Linked DNA regions of Mus musculus: regions 2 and 3 are each linked to region 1. Evidence: chromatin contacts called from public Hi-C and promoter capture Hi-C data. All regions are on one chromosome and are shown on one strand. Each heading gives the region's core, a stretch centred on a gene start, on an enhancer-like site or on the middle of the called end of the contact. The rest is flanking DNA. Distances are from core to core; before and after follow the strand shown. Region 1 holds the start of Aga (aspartylglucosaminidase). Region 2 overlaps Vegfc (vascular endothelial growth factor C). Region 3 holds the start of Vegfc (vascular endothelial growth factor C).

Region 1 (4,595 bases), core at 802-3,301:
GAATATGAGCCCACCTGACAGGAGAGCGCACAGACAAGTCCTGAAAAGCATCCTTACCCATCCATTATCATGGCATCCAGGGTGGTTTCGCCACCTTCATCAGGACTTCCTCCAAAGCCTACAGTCCCATCACACTGCTCCTTCTCACACACAGCACAGCCGTTCTCCACTGCATCCAGGGCAGAACCTCCAGATAGCAATGTCCACCACGCTGTTAAATTCCAACAGAGCTTATGTATAGTCATATATATTTTCAATGTGAAATGCAACAAGCCAAGAACAGTTTGAGATGTCTAAGTTTTTTTTTTCTTAACATTTATACTGTTAAGCTGAAATTTTAACAAGTCATTTTACCAAATGGGAACATTACAACAGGGAAATTAGAATGATACAGACCAAAGTATATGACTCCTTACTATAAAGAATTCAAAGAGGTTGGCTCTTAGTGGAAACTATTTAAAAAACTTATCAGTAACTATTTTTCTCTGTGTAAAAAATATGCCATCTTTAAGAGAGATAACTGAAACTATTTGGAGACAGTTGAACTTTAAAGTATTTTGAATTACAGCTTAACATTTCTTCATTTCTGTTTTTCTCATCTTGTGAGCTAGGGTCTTGCCATCTAGCCCTAAGCCCAAATGAAAATCCATGTACAAGTCTAGGCATGTCTACAAGTCTGGGTCTTCCTACCACAGCTACCTGAGAGCTGAAATTACAGGCATATGTCACTCATTAGATTACTAAAATATGCATATTTCACACTCTCAATGAGAACAAGTATCCCAGCAAGCCTCAGCAGAGTATTACAGTGGCAAATGACTTCATGTGGGTGAATTAATCTCACCTTCATGCAGCTTCTGAGATAATATTTTATAATTATAATTCTCATTTTCAGAAGAAAAGCACAGACATGGATGAAGTAATTCATTCAAGGCCACACAGTATATTTCAGAAGTTGCCCAGTTTCAAAAAGGCATTTCTCTAAGGTGTCCACGTTTCTTGTTTGTGTTTTGTGGTGTTCTTTGAGTATCGAGTGGGTAGGTATTGAAAGGAAAGACGTTTTACTTATAATTCCATGGATGTTGGTTTTAAGAAGTCTCCCCTCCCCAACTTCAATACTAGTAACTTTCACAGAATCATACCATGCATATAAAGGTGGAATTTCTTTGTTTGGTTATTGTTAGGAGGTCTCTTTCTTGGTCTGATTTCTCACTAACTCTGCTTCCCACACATCCCCGATAACATACAGATTTTTTCTGCACTGGATTCTGGATCCAACAGTGTCCACGAACATTTAATGTGATAGCAGTCTCAAGGGTGTCAAGGTTGGGGGCAATAAGGTACAATCCCAAGAAACACTGAAGATAATTTGAATGTATAAGTGATAAGGGCAGCGTCACAAACATTGATCAAATACATATGCATCCGTAGGAAATTATCAATTGTTTCCTAAACTGGAATCCAGAAGATAATGGAGAAACAGGAAGGAGGCTATCACAAGAAGTGTAGAGTGGAGGAAAAACTTTGTGGCAAAAGACTGCCACAAAAAGTGAGGCAGGTGACCCTGTACAAGTATAGCTAAGAGGCCCAATGTTAGAGGTCAGACAAGGTGGTGCAGGAAGCAGAACAATACACCAGATCCTAAAATGCAGCAGGGGCAGGGAAGATGGAGAGGGTCTGGTGTAAAGTCAGAGATGCAGGAAGGAGAGGAGGCTCGGCCTTCTGCAGCGGGTTCCCTCCTGCAACCTTAGGGACTGAGTGCAGCTTCCTGCAGAGGAGCTCACACAGTGCAGCCACCCGCCCCGGGCTGCCGCTCCCCACCTGCTTCAGTGGCATTCTTAAAAGGCCAAGTGTTGACGACCAGGGGCAGAGGGCTGGAGCCCCGCACCAGGGGCATGCCCAGGACCAGCAGTAGGAGAAGCAGAGACAGATTCGACTTCCGCTCCATAGCTGAGTGACCCGCCGAGCAGCGTGAAAAAAGTCCCCGCCGGCCGCGCGCCCAGCCGGCCAGCGCGAGAAAGGTCTCCACCAGCTCAGACTCAGGCAGACTCGTGATTCCCTTTAGTCTCATCCCCAACTTCCTCAACTCTCGCGAGACAACGAGGCCTTCTATTGGCCCAGTGAAGGTTTTTTTTTTTTTTTCTTTCTTTTTTTCTTTTTTTCCTTTTTTTCTTTTTTCTTTTTACAAATCTGATACTGTTTCTTTAGTGGTCTGGTCTGTCGACCTCTTTTTAGTTCTTTGTGAAAAGATACATACATATAATACTAGTACTTTTAGTGCTTAGCCCATTTTTTAAAGGGAGATTGACCTTATTGAAAATGAATATGAAAATATGTTACCCTAGTCGCACGATGCTTGAAAACTCAGATAACTGATAAGATATTATATGAGTTTTATGCATTTGCCATCTTAACTGCAAATTCAAGGTAGACAGCCAGCCCGATCTATAATCTACCCTGGACTTTCATTAAATTTTTAAAATGACTATAGAGTATAGGAGAAGTGCTCTTGCTTAGGACCTAGCTGTTTGAGGCATTTTCGACACAGACTTTTACATCCTTTCTTCACCACAGGTTTTTGTAGGACGTCCTTTAGTTACAAATCCCTGAGCTGCAGGGAAAGGACATGCTGGGCAAACAGAAACGTACCCTGTACATTGCCCACTGAAGTGCAGATTCCTTGCCTCCAGCCAAGAAGTCTAATTCCAGTCTTTTCTGAAGGTATTTTATTTTATCTTTGTGCCTGGCACCATTAAGTACTAAATAAATGTTTGAATAAAAGGAGAAATGGGAGCTTTACATGCATGGTACCGGCTGCTCATTTTGATAATTCAGTTGCTGTGCAGATGTGTGAGCATGGACCAGTAATCCCACTGGGACTCTGGGATGCTTGTCCATGTAGCTCAAGGAAGGCATAATTTTAAAGAGCATCTATAAATCTATCCAGACTGGTAAAATATGAACTAGGTGAGAGTTGTGAGGCTTAGAGAGTCTTCAAGGTTCTCATTGCACGGAAACTGAATCTGCAATTTAAACAGCATAAGATATCCTAGAATCATCCCCAGGCAGGCAAGTGCTATTAAAAAGTTAGGTGTAATTAAAAAGAAACGACACATGATCCTTCTATGGGGTTTTGGAGGAGGACCAAACTATTTGTGCTGTGCTAATGAGCATAAAGCTCTTGCTAGGTGAGATGAGAAAGATGGATGAAACGGAATAAGAAAGCAAGGAAAACACTTATTGTCTTCGGAATTAATTTTCCATAGCACCTGAGTTGTTATTTATAAGTTCAAAGAACCGAGACATGCCTTCAAGAATTATAAAATATAATACATGGTAAACTAGTCATGGTTCCTGAAGCTCGTTTTGGGCAATATAATTTCTCCAGCTGAAAGAACCTAGACTCACACAGAGGTAGGATAGCAAGGCAGGCAAATTTAAGGGAAGAAAATTGGGGGGATGGGGACCCTCCCTCTTGGGATCTAATTTTCCTTTCCTGCCTGAGAATCATGAAACTTCAACAAAACTGATAAAGCTTTTAGTCTGCAGAGATTATGTATATTCCTAAGGACAGCTCAAACAAGGATGTTAGAAACAACACATGATCAGTGTTTACTTCAAGAAGACTGGGTGCTTCTGTCTCGGACTGTATAATATTAGCATCCCTGTCTCATCTCCAAGTATAAACAGTAGGCCTTACAAATCTCTTAGCTTGAAGGAAATGTGATTTAAATGGCAAGATTTTCTAAATCCTAAAACCTTGTAATTGTATCCATTAGGGAATGTAACTTAGCCAGTATTCTCTATCTTTCTTTGTGCTTGTGTCTCTGGGTGTGTCTTTGTCTGTCTGTCTGTTTCTGTCCCTCCCTCTCTCACACACACTCATACCACAAACACACACACATGCACAGAGAGAAAGAGAGAGAGAGAGAGAGAAAACGTAAGAAAGATAAAATAGATAAAATATATTGTAATAGGAATATTTGAAAGTCTCAATGTGCCTACTTTCTATGGGCATTTGTACTGAAAATAATGTGCAGTCTCAAAATATACACCATCTTTGGTGGCTGTTGTGGTACTCAGCCACTATGGTACTCAGTAAACTCATTTTGTATATGCTTAGAAAAATTGCTACAGCTACAACCTACATCCTATGGACGTTAGATAACTTTGGATAGTTGGATTGCTTCTGTATGACTATTAATTCTTTTTAGCTACTTGGTGAATACTGATCTTTCATTGCTTCTTAATGTAACTGCAGCCTTTTGCTTGATTTTGATGTACTTCTAAATTAAAATGGACATCTGTTAACAATACATGGTAAACTTGTAAAACATGGCCTGCCGTTTTCTTAGTATCTACCTCATTTCTTATTTCAATAATTAATTGTATGTAACAGCTATACATTGCTATTGATTTTAAAAGATATAAAAGCTATATGATAATTTTTATTCAAGCTTAAAACGCACCACTTAGTTCTATTTTTCAAAATGTCTGTGTTACTAGGGAAAACATTCTTATAACAATATCTCAGGCATCAAGGCCAAAATGTTAAAACTTTGGATAACACATCACAGCTCTAGCTAGATTATTTA
Region 2 (4,595 bases), core at 849-3,348, 650 kb before region 1:
CATTGATTCTTGGGATGCAGTGGATTATATCATGCTTTTAATACTATATGTTGATGTCAGACTAATTTTCATTTTAATCTGTACATAGTAGTATTTTTAAATTCACTTATATTCAAGGTAAAAAGTTCAGACTTGGCGTACAGAATTAGATAGTGGTCCTTAGCTAGTATACGTACTCAGTAGGTACTAAGAGACACCACAAAATTACTTAATATTGCAATTAACTGCAGTCTGATATTTACTAAAGCAGTCTTATGCTATAAAGAAGGTACTGCTAGCCTAACTCATAATATTAATTTATATTTGACTTAATATTTAAGTGGTAAGAACATTACTTATGAACTGATATTATTTACGTCTACATGCTTTGTTTTGGCTTTGGAACACATTTAAAATGGTATGCATATAAAGAAGGCGTTTTTAAAAGTTTGTGAATTTAAAAACATCTGATTTTATATTCTGTGAAAGTGTGCTAAATAAAGCAAAACAGGAAATATTTCTGACCTTACGTTCCCTGTTGTTATCTACTGGCATTCTTCAGTAAGAATATGTAATGGTCAATTCTCACCAACAAGAATGGACTGCGAATAGAGTGCACTTTGAAACAATAGTGTTTACCCAACATAGCAACTCCTACACATCAACAGTTCAATCTCCGTACACCTTACAGGCTGGTCAAGAGAGAGTGCAGAGCTTCCTCGCTGGGAATACCCTGGAGTACAATTTATTCCCAAATTCAACAGGAATATTGTGGGATACAAATATGTTCCTAAAATGAGACTTTTAAAGCATCTTCATATCTGAAATAGAATTCTCTTTTCTCTTTTCTTCTAATTATCCTAACTTTGAGCACATTCAACATTAAAAAAGAAAAAAAGAAAAAGTTGTGACTGGAAGGTATAAAAGCAATAATTCCTAAAAATGAGAAGAGGTGAAAGTTCAAAGTTCATGTCTGCAGTTAAACTTAGTGTCCTGGCCACACACCCACAGCTGTTCAAAGCCTTTAGAACTCAAGAGTAGATTTAAAATGAAAAGCAGATAGAAGAGTCTTGACACTCAGCTCTGAACACATTTTAACATACTGTGATGCATGAAACTCACACCACATTACAAATAGGTTAAAACCTCAAGTCAGGAGCTCTCAGAGTCCTTGATAAAATTCTTAACACCATCAATATCTTTATTTGACCAAAAGCAATGCTTTTTTTCACAGATTTATTGGTTAAAATAATATTTTCCTGAAGAAAATATTATTATTGCATAACTTTCTGCTAACTTTCCTGGTCAAGAGCTCTTTCTCCACATCAAGATGAAACCTGTTTTCTAGCAACTGTACTTGCCAAATATTAATTTGTTAAGGACACAACACAAATCACATTCCATTTAAAAATACATGAATACATACGAGTGGAATAAATTAATCTTCCATGCCCCTGCAGCATTCTGGAAGAAATATTTCTAACTACAGTGCAAATAATACCGCCTACTTGTACTATAAAGATCCATATTATACTGAGGTTCAAATGTATTCTGTTGTAAAAAAAAATATGATACATTGTATTCAAATATAAAGAAATAATGTTGGCAATACATATGTTTATATAATTTCTATAAACTTAAAGAAACAAATTGCTGTATCTTTTTGAGTAGGAAATACAGAATTTTAAATAATGCTTAAAATTAGTTCATGAAGCTAGACTGGTTTCTCTTGCCTAGTGCCTAATGACTATTTAAAAAAAAAACTGCTCAACTTCTTGAGAGCAAACTTCAGGCGTCACAGTTATACCTTTGGTCCTAGTAACCATGCATTCATTATTATGATCTTTATGATGCCATTTTGGGGGAAATGGGAACATTCATGGCACTTCAGACTCCACATGCACATTTTCATAGCAGATACCTTTCTTCTGGCTCTACTTTCATCAACAAATAACTTATTTTCTGCAAGATTCACTTTAGCTTTTGCTGTGATCTCTTAACTGTACAGCTTCACATAGGAAAGTACACTCAGGGCATGTTCACGTGAGTCTACGATGGCATTCCGTCAATATGCTTCTAGCCGTTCCAGGGGGAGCCTGCTGAAGCAGTTGCTATTGGTTACGTCAGTTTGGAATGCACAGACCATGTGGTTTCACTTTGCAACTAGAAACTGGCTTCCTTGTGCATTCTGATAACCTGCCCTTCACAAAGACCCATAAAAAAAAACCCACATTTCTATGAAGTTTCCATTTTAAAAATCAACAATTGGAGCATAACACTAGAGATGCTGGTGTTGTTAAGGTTTATATACTCAGACTGGTGAGGTTGGCTGCTAAAATACGTGTCTGAAACTTTAACAAAACAAAAGCTTGGGTCCCCCCCCACACACACACACACTTTTACCTTAAAGACATTTAACAGTAAGAAATTTATTGGAAAGACATCTTCACACATTCCCATGTGTACATTGAAAAAGTATCTTTTTTTATAAATATAGGAGAAAGTTATTCAGTGGAAGATTTAACAAACTGTATTAGTAAAAGGAGAAATAGAACTGAACACTTCCTTCCTGCCCTGGGGTGTTTCATGCTTTAGCTACAAAAACTCCATGAAAGCACTTTTGTAAACCTGTAGGGTTCTCATTTGGAACACATCCACTACTTTTAATAACTCTATGAGTATTAATTTTATTTTAAAATTTTAGTTTTAATTATGTGTATGTATGCAAGGGAGGGGGATTTTGTGTGTACACTGAGTGCAGGGGCCTGTGGAGACTAGAGCAGTTCTTTCCCCTGAAGCTGGAGTTACAGACGTTTGTGACCCATCAGAAATCAGTGCTGGGAATTGAATTCTGGTCCTGTAAAAAATTGGTACTCTTAACCTCTGAACCCAAATACTAATTCCCTTGGCCACATACTAAATTCTATTGGAGAGAATCTATATGTCATTACTTACTTTAAAACAACACTAAGTTCCACTCATTTAACTAAAGTTAAGTTAAGTTTATTAGTCCAAACAAACAAACAAACACAAGAACATCCTTTTGGAGGGAGGAGGACATGGTTTTACAAAATGAAAGGAAGTAGTGACTGAAACGAATAACGAATGGTGGTTTTACCTTGGCATTTGATTTTCTCTTCTAATAAATACAGTTAGTATTCATAAGAATTATAAGCTTCATTTGATAGTACAACTATTAAAGTTATTCTTTCTCCCAAATTAGAAGTGGAAGACACGGCCACTTCACTAGATTTCTGTGTCCAACTTCATTCTAGCATCTGCATCTTTTAGTGCTTTCACCATCACAAAACCTTCATACTCAAACTCAACCTCTGACCTTGAAGTCATTTCCCTTCATTGAACCACTCTCTCTACTTGGTGCCAAGTGTTGAGCACAGGCCAAGTATAGCACTAAGTATTCTCTAGGTTAATAAACAAACAATGTTTACATTCACAGAATTTAGAGCCCAGAGAATAAAAATCAATAGATAAAAATGAAAACAATGTCATGGGAATGTGGAAATGGCTTCTATGAGTAACCAAGCCTGCGGTTGAGCAGAACGTCACTAGGTAAATGGAAACTGCATTCACCACTGCAGGTGAACAGCTACTTAAGCCAAGAGTTATGGAATCTGAGTAGCAGTGAGAAGCAGCTTTTACAGGTGAAAACAATGACAAATGGGAGCTGAGAGGAAGAGACTGTAGAAAGCCCAGGGAAGTTGTGTCTTAAGGAATGGAACAATATTCAACTTAGTGTCTCTGTACAAATCAGACCTCATGATTTTTTTTTCAATATCCCATTCAGCAAACACAAGTTTATCAGCATGCTGGATAAATGCTGGCCCAACCTAAAGAACACAATGCTACTTAAAAGAGTTCAGGTCACTACAAAATGTTCCAAGTATATTGGAAGAAGCTAAGTATGGATATGGATATGGGACAGCACCTATTAGATTCCTGGTGAAAGATAAATATGGCTACATCAGGGTGAAGACATGATTTCGGTTGCAGAGATACTTGGAAGTTAGCTAGTGGGATCATTGATTGAACTTTTAGTTAAAAGAAAACTTGGCTTGGCCAAACTGATGACAGGGTAACTTAATAAGAGACAAACAACAGGAGAGGAAGGAGAAGCTTGCTTCTCAGGCAGGAGTAGGCATACCAACCAACTGCCTTCCTAGGAGAAAGCAACTGACTTCCTAGGAGTCACAATTTTAAAGCAGGGATTATGGCAATCAGGAGAGAGATGGAATGGATCACTATGAAAAACAAACACAGTAGATGAGAAGACATGAGTGTGCAGCTGGAAAAGGGATCTTCACACAAGTGTTAGCTGCCCCCTGAGGTTTCTTGAAGCCCCAGGGTTTCCACTGGTTAGAGCATTAAGAGACACCAGATGGACCATCTAGAGACTGCCATATCCAGGGATCCATCCCATAATCAGCCTCCAAATGCTGACACCATTGCATACACTAGCAAGATTTGGCTGAAAGGACCCAGATATAGCTATCTCTTGTGAGACTATGCTGAGGCCTAGCAAACACAGAAGTGGATGCTCACAGTCAGCTATTGGATGGATCACAGGGCCCCCAATAGAGGAGCTAGAGAAAGTACCC
Region 3 (4,595 bases), core at 1,564-4,063, 570 kb before region 1:
AGTTCTTCATCTCCGAATAAGCAGAGTCTGCTTTACCCAAACTGAGACTAAAAATTATTAGATATGGCAATCAGGTGTTCTTTCCGAGATCATCAGTTGTCATTAGTTTGATAACAAGTTTTGAATGTCTCTTCTTATGGCCACATGATACCATTGCCTTAGTTTTCGACCCTGAGCTGTTTACTTTAACATCCTTCAGAAAGTATTTTAGGACTTTTCATTAAATCATACAGTCATGAAGAAAAGAATAGAAAGGGGAACTTAGTAAATTCAGTTCCAATTATCTGGGTGGCCATGGCTACCACAAAGAAGATTGGATGCTGAGCTTTATACCATATTGGCTTTCCTATATTGTGAATTTTAAATTGCTACATGGGTTTTATTATTTAACAAAATTTTGTGAGAGCTAATTCTATGTATAATTGACATCCTGTGTGAATTTTGTGAAATACTTTCTTAGGATTTAAGTTGTTCCTGGGAAACTAACTGGTTTCCCTCCAGTTCTCCAATATTTGCTAATTGAGGTGCCTTGAAAGGCCACTAGGGAGAGACATGGAGTCTTCACAGCAGTGTTTGGGTCACTGGGTGCAAGTTCCACAGCAAGGATACAGTTTCCCTGAAGGCATCAGTAAAACAAGCTGTCAAAAGTTCTGCTTGCCCACTAGGGAAAGGCTCAGTAAGCAGAAGTATACTGCTCATGAAATTCAAACATACAAAATAATGTTTCCTCTGATAAGTTAAAAAAAGTCATATTACATACCAAATATCAGTTCTTATTCAACATACAATATTTTAAAAAATGATTAAATAAGAAAAGAAACTTTTGCAAACAAAATTTTCAGAGAAAATAAGATGTTTAATGACTACCAATGAGAAGATCCTTTGAAGGTGACCTCTTGGAACACACAACTGAGCTCATACAAACATCCATGCTCTGATACAGTCATTTGGGATTGACCCAGACGTGACAGACTCCTTGAATAAACTATTGGCTTATCTGAAAAGGCTTCTCATTTAACTCAAGGCGTCACGCTTTCGTACTGTAAATCAAAGCCTAGCTATCATAGGCGATGGTGATGTTGTCTGACTAAGTCACAAGTATATCAGTTTGAATTTGCAGAGGCAGAAAGTGAATAGGTCTGGCAAACTTCAAAGGCTCGAATTACAGGAAGTATGATTCTGTCCCGAGCTTTATTTCTGTGGCACTTAGAGACGAGGATATTCTCGTCATTGTACGTATAGTGATAAGCGTGTGCTGAACATTGCAGTTCTCATAATGGACTGAAAAATCTGGTATTTGTATTTTTACCAAATGTAGACACAATGGTAACTTGATATCTTATAACCTAGTCTTGTCCGTATTAAAGTTTTTCTCAGACAAACCTTTCCAGGGAAGGTGGTTTGACCTCTGCACATTCTGTGTATGTTCACCAATAAAGTCAACTGAAAGTTGAGAGTAACACACCCCCTTCTATTTTTTTCCCCCCACTTGCAGTCAGCTACTATAAACCACTTCAGTCTGCTTCCAGCCAGGGGGCTTCGCAGTGCCTTAAACACAAAACTTTTGCAGGAGTTCAAGATCCCAACTATTACGCCAAGTATAAACTTGAAGATGTTATAAACATATTCTTTAGAAGGTTCAAGTGAGAAGTACACAAGATAAGATAACTGAGTCAGACAATCGGAATGTCTTCAAAAGTCCCTTAACGTGTTCAGGAAAGATGCTATTTCTCTTTAAAACAAAATAAAACAAACTAATTGATACTTTGATTTTTTTTTAATCTTATAGCCACTGTTTAGGAAAAGAATTGATAAAGTTTAGAAGATTCCAATTTCTGTTACATCTTGGATTTGACCAAGTTCAAGTTAATTCTGAAATCCAAAACCTTTAAGCCCAGTTTCTAAATTTACTCACACTTTTTCCAAACTAGCTCACAGAGCCTGGGGCCCCTGCTATGCAAACTCCAGGAGCATAAAACTCCGTTGTCTGGTCACACACCCCAGAAGCTCTTTGGAGTCCAAAACCAGCCAGGAAAAGAAAAGAGCATTTCCTACAGCAATGAAATTCTCTCTGGAGCCATGCCACTGGGGCAGGGTGCAAACTCCTCTGTTGGCAGGAGACCACTATGAAGGAGAAGGAATCTGTGTGACTGAACACCTCTTGGGCCCTTCCCTCCTCTAAGTTGCTTTCCTTTCTAGTAACAGCTTTCCACTGGGGGAGAGAAAAAAAGAAGAGAAACTTTGCTCCAAGCAAGCGTGCACCAATCTCTAACTTTGGATCCAAAGGTTAAATAAATAATTATGCACACACACTCCACGGCAGGTTCTCTGTACACCCAGTAAAGCCAAGCCCACACACAGTCCAGGACTTGGGAGCCTCGGATCCTCAGCCCGACCCGACGGGGTCCCTTGCACCTACCTTGACCTCGCCCCCGTCGGGCTCCGCTTCCGAGAAGCCCAGTCCCGACTCGAAGGCGGCGACGGTGGCGGGCGCCTCGCGCGGACTGGGGATCAGCGCAGCGGCGAGCAGGGAACACGCCAGAGACAAGAAGCACAGCAAGTGCATGGTGGATGGACCGGGAGCAGGGAGGCCGGTCCGTTGGCTGGCGCAGGCTGGGGCGTGAGGCTGAGGTCCTCTCCTGGTCCCTGTCCCGTGGTTTCCTCCCGGGGACCCCCCTGGGCGAGCGTCTCCCGGGACTCGGCGGCTCGCAACTTTTGCCCTCGGCTCTGGCAGCCCTCACGGGGGAGAGGCTCCCGGGTGTCAGGTACGAGCCTCACAGGAAACCGGACATCCGAACTGCCCTCGGTGGCGGCCCGCGAGGTGAAGCGAGGGCGCCGGCTCCGCCGATCGCGGTTTTGTTTTTGGTGTTTTGCAAAGAAGAGGGGGTGGGGTGGTTAAGCCCAGTCACCCCGCGATGTTCCACTCGTCCCGAAGAGCCCTCGGGTCCCTCGTCCCCCCTCCTCCCTCCCCTCGCCCGAAGTGAAAGGAGCCGGGCCGCGGGAGCCGCGGGAGAAGGCGGTGGTGGCGGCGGAGCCGGGGGGCGGGAGGAGGGCGGCGGGGCGCCCGGCGGCGGCGAGGCCCGCGAGCTCCCGGGCGCTCGAGCCTCCTGCGCGCGCGGGGCCGAGCGGTGGCGGTGGCGGCGGCGGCAGCGGGCGCAGGGGCAGGGCATGACTGATGCGCCCTCTGCCTGCGCTTATGTGAGAGAAAGCGGCAAGAGGGAGGGAGCGTGCCGAGCCCAGTCAGCCCTCCCCTCTCTTTCCCTAGGAAGCTTGCTCCCTCCAGCCCCACGCTTTCCTCCAGCCCCACCTCCATCCACTCTCCTCGCTTTCCCTTTCTCTGCCCTTCTCTCTGGGCTCTGCTGGGGTGTCGGGGTGGGGAGGCAGGGGCTCAAGTCAGGTCTGGGGGCTTGACTCTCTCTGCAGGACCAGTTTTAGGGGCCACATGACTGAGCTCAGCTGCTAGAAAGATGGGGAGGGGGGAGCAGGTACAGTGGGTAGGAGACGCACGCTTTGGCCCTGGCAACCCCTTGTGGTAAAATCCTTCTCCAGACATTCTTTATCCTGAGAAGTTTGGGACCAGCCTGAGACTTCTAAAACACTTCAGAGAAAAAGATCAACATTATAGCAGAGACCTATGGGGCCATAGTGCCCTTCCCAGCACCACCACCTCCACTGTTTTCTGGTTTACTTGAAGCAAGAATGCAAAGAGGGACATCTCAGAATACAGGGCAAGTCATTCATGCTAAGATCTTAGTGATCTTCCGGAAGACCTAAAGTTCCATCTGAAGGACAGATGGTCCAGAATCTTAAAGAACATTGATAGAGACACACCCAAACTGTATCTGCAAGACACACCTTCCATTTGCAAGAGAAAGAGAATGAAATGGGACAATTTATATGCTGAAAGAGCAAACAGCAGTGATGCATTTATTCTCTGGAAAAGCACCTAGGAACTCTGCTGTCTTCCTGGTGATGGCATCTGCTTTCCTGGGCAGGTGGGCAGATGGCAGAAGTTCCACTTAAGCTGCATCAACAGCATAGAGACATGAAAGGTCTTGCCTATTCAAAAACTATACTAAGTGCACTAATGTTAAAAAGCCACAAAATTGTCGTTGGAGGAAAGACGTTTCCTTGTAATTCAAATAATATGATCTGGAGGTCTCCTTGCCCAACATTTCCGTGAGTGCTTAAATACCTCTACAAACAGTGAATGCCCCTTGCCCTGACTGTGCTTCCCTTTATTGAAGACTGACATCATTGAATCTTCCAACTACCCATTGCTTTTGACTTTGGTATTTTGCGTACTTCGTCTAATGTAAATTCCACATGTTAGCCCCTCAGATATTTGGAAATATCTGTCACGTTCTCCCAGGGCTACTTTTCCTACCAGTGAAAGATTCCTTTTTAGTTTAACCCGACAGTTCCAATTATCCTCATCCATCATGCTAAGTTTATCTTCATAAAGTACGCCGTTCAGAACATGGCTCCATACTTAAAATACCCCAACGAAGCATGCAGAAAAGGAGGGGTCTTCCTTGTCTAGAAAGCAAGCATTTGTTGACATAGCATTGGACCAAGTTTATTTTCTGGCAGCC

What was found. Promoter capture Hi-C pulls out the DNA fragments that hold promoters and counts their contacts. A called contact is a pair of places that touch in the nucleus more often than the background predicts.
Region 2: a promoter capture Hi-C map of liver shows a contact between it and region 1, with 2.7 times the contacts expected there. The contact joins the enhancer-like site here to the promoter of Aga in region 1. A contact is called at or near these places in 4 of 39 promoter capture datasets (the C10 cell line, liver and pre-B cells), 1 of 484 Hi-C or Micro-C datasets (ventricular fibroblasts) and 1 of 115 datasets of contacts at active chromatin or transcription factors (bone marrow-derived macrophages).
Region 3: a contact with region 1 is called in a Hi-C map of muscle stem cells, with 2.5 times the contacts expected there. The contact joins the promoter of Vegfc here to the promoter of Aga in region 1. A contact is called at or near these places in 5 of 39 promoter capture datasets (the 3T3-L1 cell line, liver, maxillary cranial neural crest and 1 more) and 2 of 484 Hi-C or Micro-C datasets (muscle stem cells and uterus).

Annotation. Positions count from the first base shown.
Region 1 is chr8:53,509,158-53,513,752 of GRCm38.p6, reverse strand. It overlaps Aga (aspartylglucosaminidase), which reads right to left and starts at 2,051. Exons shown (of 9, transcript NM_001005847.2): 1 at 1,822-2,051; 2 at 58-211. The coding sequence starts at 1,948.
Region 2 is chr8:54,161,209-54,165,803 of GRCm38.p6, reverse strand. The region is part of intron 3 of Vegfc (vascular endothelial growth factor C); the gene reads right to left. Among named protein-coding and RNA genes, the nearest start is that of Gm33153, 80 kb to the right of the region's middle. Within about 2 kb of position 2,098, at least 45 of the 459 cell types and tissues checked have an H3K27ac peak or open chromatin away from gene starts, as enhancers often do.
Region 3 is chr8:54,075,750-54,080,344 of GRCm38.p6, reverse strand. Vegfc (vascular endothelial growth factor C) reads right to left here and starts at 2,813. Exons shown (of 7, transcript NM_009506.2): 1 at 2,420-2,813. The coding sequence starts at 2,566. It overlaps Gm33153, which reads left to right. Exons shown (of 1, transcript XM_006509526.4): 1 at 1-4,275. The coding sequence starts at 2,572. The coding sequence ends at 3,411.